2 separate regions of the Oncorhynchus mykiss genome follow, and region 1 is linked to region 2. A link is a contact called in public Hi-C data. All regions are on one chromosome and are shown on one strand. The core of a region is the stretch at or near the end of the contact, and the rest is flanking DNA. Distances in the headings are between cores, read along the strand shown. Region 1 holds the start of LOC110505098 (AP-1 complex-associated regulatory protein). Region 2 holds the start of LOC110505094 (polycomb group RING finger protein 1).

Region 1 (4,082 bases), core at 173-2,672, 320 kb after region 2:
ATTGTCATAGCTAGTTCTTTCAACAGAATATATATGGAATATACATCAAAACTAACATTAAAGCCTAACTGATATCAACATCAAGCCTACAGTTTAAATCTGTGTACGTGACTAATACACTTTGATTTGTCAACTCAGAATGTGATTTTCCCTCTAAGGAAGCATGGAATGAGTCTTCTGCCTACAAAATGTTTTAGATTTGTTTAAATTAGAATTCAATAAAGCATAATCAAATATTAGAAGGAAACGCATTATGCACTCCCAAAAATGATGATTGGCAAGACCCATATGATTTTTTATTTTACCTTTATTTAACAACAAATTCTTATTTACAATGACGGACTAGGAACAGTGGGTTAACTGCCTTGTTCAGCGAAAAAACGACAGATTTATACCTTGTCAGCTCGGGGATTCGATCTTGCAACCTTTCTGTTACTGACCCAACGCTCTAACCACTAGGCAAGGTGAGGAACGTTTCAGTATTGACAATAGGGTCACAGATTGAACAATGAGACAGATATTTCACCGGGTCTAGTGAAAAATGTACTCTTGCTAAAGTTTCCTAAAATCGCGTTTTTTAAGGAGTGCAAGGGCGAATTTAGTTATTGCACACGTGCACTTCACAGGCGTTCCCTAACGAAAATATGCAAATACATAGTATAATGCGCCAATAGGATCTCGCGAGTTCGTGCTTGACTCTGCCCCACTTCATATGCTTGTTCTGCCCACTATGACTCATTTGTTCACACTGGAAACTATAGGCTGTGGTCTATCTTGGGTTAGTTATAAACATCTTCGGTACAGTATAGGGTATAGGTTTAGAAACTATGATTGCTGAAAAACCTAACTACCTAGTAGAGAAAGGTATTTGACAAGCAACTGTGGCACGTATAAACTCTTGGGCACCGTGGAGGTTTTGACGCTGCATTGTAACGTTATTGTATGACAGCCAACCCACTGAATACGTGTATCTAGCTAGCTAACCTAAGCTGGTCAACGCTAGTTTAAAGGGCGTATCACTTACCCGCCTCCTCGTTTTATCCTGTTCGCTTCTCTTCTGAAGATCCCAGAACAATAAGCCCAACAGTTCCCCATCGCATTCTGTCAAAAATACAACTTCGTTGGGTTGGGCGCTAACTTCCTGGATATTCTGAGAAAATAGTTGGATAGCTAGCACAGGCGTTTCATTCCTAAAATCTTCGACCCGTCGCCGCGGACATTAGCTAGCGCTTAAAATTAAAGGGTGACATGACACCCAGTGCACAACAACTCATCGTGATACAGCCTATATTTTTATATACAGAAGCCTGTTGAACATCAAGATTAATCAGAAAAATGTGGCTAGCAACAGCCGTGGTTTTTTGAAGTCTCATTCAATACTTCCTTTTCCTCGTTCTAGGCACGTGACCCATGTTTAGCTACGGAATCTAACCTGGCTCAAACGAAATGTGCGCGCTTCAGATCCAAAAACACTGTTTTTCAGGCAAGAAACTACTAGGCCCACCATTATTTTTGTAAAACCAACAACTTTTTAGTGTCTTTTCCCCCATCCTCTGTAGTTCTTACATAGGACTGGTATAAATGAAAACATAGACAGCATATTAAATGTTGTACAACATTACAGTAGCCCACATATATTTTAAAACATTATTTTCTCCATTGACACATTGTTCCCTTGGCGCAATTTGGTAGATTATAATTTCAACACTCAATGATAAACATATGTACATGGTAAGCATAAAAATGGACATCTTTAAAAGTATAGATTGATAGTGGTTGCAGTTAAAGGAGATTTTGGGGGGTAAGCCTACCTGTGACCTTCCAAATCTAATACATGAGAAGCCTGGGCTTCTAAGTTTAGTGCATATACTGCATTCAAAGCCAAGTGAAGAGATGGTGGTAATACAAGTTTTGAAGTCGTAAGTAATGTTTTGCTGTTGTTATTGTGGTAATTTCCTTAATAGGTGACATCAGAGGTCAACATTTGGGAACTCTGGGATATAGGCCTAATGGTGCTTTTGAGACAAAAAAAAATCCAAATCAAATGTATTTATATATCCCTTCTTACATCAGCTGAAATCTCAAAGTGCTGGGCAGTGTTGTAGTACTCAAGTCTGGTTTCAAGACCACATTGAGTGTTCGGTCTTGGATAAATGTTTACACCGTCTCAGACAACGAGGACTCTTAATTGTTTCCCCGAGACCAGGAGAATAAAAAAACTCAGAATTATCAACTCCCATTCAGTCAGCAGATAAAACCGCTTTGCCAGTCCAAATATCCTCACTCCTTTCAAGTCACCTTAATATTTTATCACCTATTGAAACCTGGGCTTACTACTTTACTCGTAACATTACTGTCCTTTGCTCTTGTTGAAAAATATCTTCAAACTTGGTTTGAATATCCTTGATTCGCTGTAGGGAAGAGTGGGGGAAATTGTTTGAAAGTTGCACGCTCACTATTAGTAAGGGGAGACCGAGGAAAGTTGTAAAATATTTTGTCTTATCTAATATAGCGAGGAAATTTGTAACATATTTTGTCTGTCTAATATAGACCTGTTTAGGTTAGTGCTAATTTGTAGAGTGCAGTGGTGGAAAAAGTACCCAATTGTCATACTTTAGTAAAAGTAAAGATACTGTAATAGAAAATGACTCAAGTAAAAGTGAAAGTCGCATCGTAAAATACTACTTGAGTAAAAGTCTAAAGGTATTTGCTTTAAAATATACTTAAGTATCAAAGTAAATGTAACTGATCAAATATACTTAAGCATTAAAAGTCAAAGTATACATCATTTCTAATTCCTTATATTAAGCAAGCCAGAAGGCACCTTTTTCATGTTTTTTATTTTTTATTTACAGATAGCCAGGGACACACTCCAACACTCAGACATAATTTACAAATGAAGCGTGTGTGTTTAGTGAGTCCGCCAGATCAGAGGCAGTAGGGATGACCACAGATATTCTCTTAATAAGGGCGTGAATTTGACCATTTTCCTGTCCTGCTAAGCTTTTCAAAATGTAACTAATACTTTTGGGTGTCAGGAAAAATGTATGGAGTAAAAAGTACATTATTTTCTTTAGGAATGTAGTAAAGTAAAAGTAGTCAAAAATATAAATAGTAAAGTAAAGTACAGATACCCCCCAAAAAACTACTGAAGTAATACTGTCAAATATTTTTTACTTAAGTACTTTACACCATTGGTAGAGTGGCTCTGTATTTGCCATCATATTGCATTTTTTTCACCATTCTAAATCTCTAAAGAATCTTCTTCTTTTGTGGAGTTTAACGGAGGTTGGCATCCAATATGTTGCATTTCCGCCCCCAACTGAACATTAGTATAAATCCATTAGAGTTTTGTAAATATTTGTAATTACCCTACCTCATTAGAAACCTACTACCCCATTCCACTACTTTGACCCTACTTGCTTCTGCACCAAGGTTGGGATACCACCACTAAACACACCCTGTAACAAATATCGTATGCCCAAATACTTCCCTGTAGCTGCCACCACAACATCAATTTTCTGTGACTTACATTCTATTTCTGCGATAGAGTCGATAACCATTGCTTATGAACGCTAAGAAGCCAACCTTACTGAAGCATATATCAATCGTTGGCCTATCCCTCTGCTGGCACAGATGTTCTACTCTCAGGATCCCTCACCCTTAACCCATCCTTCTCTACTGTCTTCTCTGCATCATCATACAACACCTTTTGCACTACTCTGACTCTAGCCACCTCAATCTGCCTCGTACCGGACACTTCCGGTCCCCCCCAGCAACATGGGCACCCCTACAGTTGACACACACAATGGATCCACCAAAAGGCAAGAGTCCACTTTCTACCAAAATATCACTCCTACTGGACCAGGTTCTTCTTTATCATGTCCATCGATACCAGGCTCGGGTCCGAGCTCTTCACCACACCTTCCATCTCACTTAACTAGCCCTCATTCACTTCCATTTCCCCTCCAGAACTCAGTCTGGCGCATGGCTCACTCTGTTTGTACTTGACACCAATCTTTTTCAACACCCCATCTTCATTTTTATCGCCATCTTCCTCAAATTCAACCTCTACTTTTCGC
Region 2 (4,457 bases), core at 1,642-4,141:
TACCTTCACCGACTCAACAGCACCACCCAACCTGAAACCACCCATGGATCAGCCAAAGCGCATGCTTCCACCCTATTAAAAAATCTCAATCCCACTGCACCAAACATATCTTTATCATACCCATGCCCATCAATGCAAGGCTCGGGATCCGAGCTCAGGCCCTGAAGCAAGGATATGCATATTCTTGGTACCATTTGAAAGGAAACACTTTGAAGTTTGTGGAAATGTGAAAGGAATGTAGGAGAATATAACACAATAGATCTGGTAAAAGATAATACAAAGAAAAAAAAAACTCATTCCTTTGTATTTTTTTGTACCATCATCTTTGAAATGCAAGGGAAAGGCATTAATGTATTATTCCAGCCCAGGTGCAATTTAGATTTTGGCCAAAAAATGGCAGCAGTGTATGTGCAACGTTTTAGACTGATCCGATGAACCATTGCATTTCCGTTCAACATTTTGTATCAAGACTGCCCAAATGTGCCTAATTTGTTTAGTAATAACTTTTCATGTTCAAAATTGTGCACTCTCAAACAATATCATGGTATTATTTCACTGTAATAGCTACTGTAAATTAGATAGTGCAGTTAGATTAACAATAATTTAAGCTTTCTGCCAATATCTGATATGTCCTGGGAAATGTTCTTGATACTGCAACCTCATGCTAATCGCATGAGCTCAACCGTCCCGTGGAAAGGACACCAATCCCAAAGAATTTTTTTATTTTTGTATTTTTTTTAAATGAATTTTACCCCCTTTTTTCACCCCAATTTTGTAGTATCCAATTGTTTTTAGTAGTTACTATCTTTTCTCATCGCTACAACTCCCGTACGGGCTCGGGAGAGACGAAGGTCGAGAGTCATGCGTCCTCCGAAACACAACCCAACCAAGCCGCACTGCTTCTTAACACAGTGCTCATCCAACACCCCTAGCGACCTGGTCAGCATGCACTGCGCCCAGCCCGCCACAGGAGTCGCTAGTGCGCGATGAAACAAGGATATCCATACCGGCCAAACCCTCCCTAACCCGGACGCTAGGCCAATTGTGCATTGCCCCATGGACCTCCCGGTCGCGGCCGGCTGCAACAGAGCCTGGGCTTGAACCCAGAGTCTCTGGTGGCACAGCTAGCACTGTGATGCAGTGCCTTAGACCACTGCGCCACCCTGGAGGCCTAAAAAAGTTATTTAAAGGGATACTGAGAGATTTCAAGATTTTGGTTGTTTCTCTACTTACCTAAAGTCAGACAAACTCATTCCATGGAGGGCCGAGTGACTGCAGGTTTTCGCTCCTCCCTTATAGACTGGTTAGCTGACAACTTTACGAAAACGATGAGCATGGTTCAATGGGGGCGTGACGTCCGTGTGCTGTTATGATTCAGGATCACAGAGAACGATAGAGGCCTCTAGTGGCCATAAGGCTGTATTACAAACTTATTGGCTGATCCTTCCTGGTGACCCTGTTGGAACCATGTCCAACTTGGTCATCAGGAGGGATCAGCCAATCGTGAAGAAGAAAATTGAATAGTTTAAAATGGAGATAGCCTCAATGGCGCTTCCCATGCTGTAACAGATGCCATAATGGCACGGATACAATAATGAGGCCTCTTTCCAGCTCTATGTTCTTGATGGCCAGATAGCTAGCAACAATGACAAGAGGCTGCCATGTGGGGAATCGTTGGTAGCTCGTTTCAGCTAGTTTTATCTTGTTATTGATACCATGTCTTGTTTTGAGGTGTTTGACTGATCTCACGTCTATGCTAATATGGCTAAAATTAGTTAGCTAGTTAACCAACAACTGTAATGATGTATTTGAGAGACCATAAGTGCTCATTGTGCAAATGTATTTATGCTTTTGAATAACTATTGGAGACTAAATATAGTTTACATGTTATCAACAATCGAAGCCAACCCTGTCTGTTTTGCCCCATAGTTGCGCACACCAGTGGAGGCTGCTGAGGGGCGGACAGCTCATAATAATGTCTGGAACGGTGCAAATGTAATGGCATCAAACACATGGAAAACATGTGTTGGATGTATTTGATCCCATTCCACAAATTCCGCTCCAGCCATTACCACGAGGCCATCCACCCCAATTAAAGTGCCACCAATCTCCTGTGGCACACATGTCGGTTTTTGTTGCTAAACAACCAACCCGTCGATACTTGATTGATGAATTGAGGTCACTGATTAGTAAGGAACCCCCCTCACAAGGTTGTCTAGGTCTTAATTGAAAAGACAAAACAAAACCAGCAGACACTAGCGCCTTGTCCATGGAAGGAGTTTGACACCCTTTGGTTAGTTAGAATGTCTATTTCTCTGCTTTGAGATGAGCTGGCTACTGTTCCCGGGAGACTTCCAGTAATTGTGCTAAACTAACAATATGCAGAATTCAACTGTCTCCAAACTACACGAAGAGACATGCAAATGGAATCCATGAGTTAGTCTGACTGGGCATTGGAGTTAGAGGTTTCGCTCACAGACAGAGTGACAGTGACAACAAAGAAGCAACAAGGAGAAGCAGAGACAGAGCGACAGCAGAGATAAACAACACAACAGGGAGGAAACAGAGTTTTTACATGTTGTATTTGGTTAAAAAGAGCTGTTAAAAATCATGTTTAGCCAATCATAGGTAGAGTAAAAGTTGAGGAACACTGCACTATAGTGTACTGTCTATGTTAATGCCCCGGGCTGGATCTTTGTCCCAGTCTGTCCCTGGACTTAATTAAGCACTTGTGTAATGAGTAGGATTCTGTGTTTTCCCAAGAAAAATGTCGTTTTATTTGCATTTCCAATTAAAATATATGTATGTTGTTTCTGGACTATCCACCATGCTGCCTGGTTGACAATATGTCCGAGCGGAGCAGATTACTGTTCGATTTTAGAAGGGCGCTCCTCCCTCACCGCTTTTGCCCATTCTCGTCACGGGCCATAGACCGGTGCTCTGCAGCTCAGCATAATGGAAACCGCCCAGTGGTAAACGGCCTGAGTGGGACATCTTCATTAATCCACCATCTTTGATGCTCTTCCACCCGGAAATAAGCAGCATTTTTAAAGATGGCGGAGCAAGGGCCAATGGCGATAGCTATGCGGCTAAGAAATCAACTCCAGTCCGTATATAAGCTCGACCCTTTACGAAATGAGGTAGGTACCAATTTAGTTTCGGACTCTATAGAAGCGACAAGACCAGTAAGAATTGTTTAAGTTAATTAGAGCTGAATCTAGCTACATAACTACGACGAGGAAAAGCAGCAATGCGAGCGCTTCCTCCTGTCACCAAAGTGATGGAGAGAGAGCTGCCTACGTGTGCGCAGGCGTGTGTGGAAGAGTCTACCCGTGTTTTCTGGGCAGCTACTGCAAGGTCCTTCGTGCAAATGTGTACCGTTAAATCCCCGGTTTTTACACCTGTAACGGTCTACATTATTAGTTAAAAGACGCATTTGCGTTTTGGATAAATGGAAATGAGTTTATAGGTAGCTAGCTAATTATGTTTACTAGGCTAGCTAGCTTCTGGTGACGGACTTATCGAACCTTGCTTGTAAAATGACTAATATTTGTCTTACCTGTGTCCTTTATTTGTAATTCCATGTGTAGCGTACTGTGTTGCTAGCGATAGCTTACAAATAAAGATGTATAGATTCTACACTGTTATTATTGACATTGTGTTAGCTTACGTTAGCATAATAGATACTCTGCTACAATGTTGCAGCCACCTGACACGCCAACCTGCCTGTGTGTGTGTGTGTGTGTGTATTGGTTACATACTACACACATTTTGCAGCTGTTATCGCAGGTCAAGCGAAATGCTTATGTTTCTCGCTCCAACAGTTCAGTAAGAACTAACAGTGCGAAACAAAACAAACAAATCCCCCAAAGTGAGAAATATCAACCTAGTGGAAAAGAGCAATCATCATATTGTTATTCGAATGAACTCATCAGCCTGTCTTCTCTAGAATGTAAACATTCTAGCTCGTTTTTGACATTAATGTAATACATTGTTGCTGCTCAGAAAATAATTCAAGAAAATGAAGGTATACTTTCTACTCGAGATTTCAATAGCAATGTTATTATTGTTGAAGGAGGAAGTCAAGTTGAAGATCAAAGACCTGAACGAGCACATAGTGTGCTATCTCTGTGCTGGGTACTTCATCGATGCCACAACTATTACAGAGTGTCTGCATACATGTAAGTGGGCCCAGCCTGTGTTTTCAATGTTTTGGCTTCTTGCCCTCTGAGAAATGGGCAAACTGTTATAGACATGTGTATAAACCCTGGATTGCTGATGCCTTGTCACTCTCCAGAAGAAGTTGTCCTGCATAGGAATGAATGGAATTCTACAGTATTTACATTAATTGTTTCAAGGACAATATTACATTTATTTAAAGGGATACTTGTGGATGTTATTTACTTCCCCAGAGTCCAATGAACTTGTGGATACCATTTTGATGTCTCTGTGTCCAG

The links. A called contact is a pair of places that touch in the nucleus more often than the background predicts.
Region 1: a contact with region 2 is called in a Hi-C map of blood, with 5 times the contacts expected there. The contact joins the promoter of LOC110505098 here to the promoter of LOC110505094 in region 2. A contact is called at or near these places in 2 of 3 Hi-C or Micro-C datasets (blood and liver).

What each region holds. Positions count from the first base shown.
Region 1 is chr31:35,599,336-35,603,417 of USDA_OmykA_1.1, forward strand. It overlaps LOC110505098 (AP-1 complex-associated regulatory protein), which reads right to left and starts at 1,423. Exons shown (of 9, transcript XM_021584069.2): 1 at 1,025-1,423. The coding sequence starts at 1,095.
Region 2 is chr31:35,276,055-35,280,511 of USDA_OmykA_1.1, forward strand. It overlaps LOC110505094 (polycomb group RING finger protein 1), which reads left to right and starts at 2,892. Exons shown (of 9, transcript XM_021584061.2): 1 at 2,892-3,140; 2 at 4,076-4,181. The coding sequence starts at 3,054.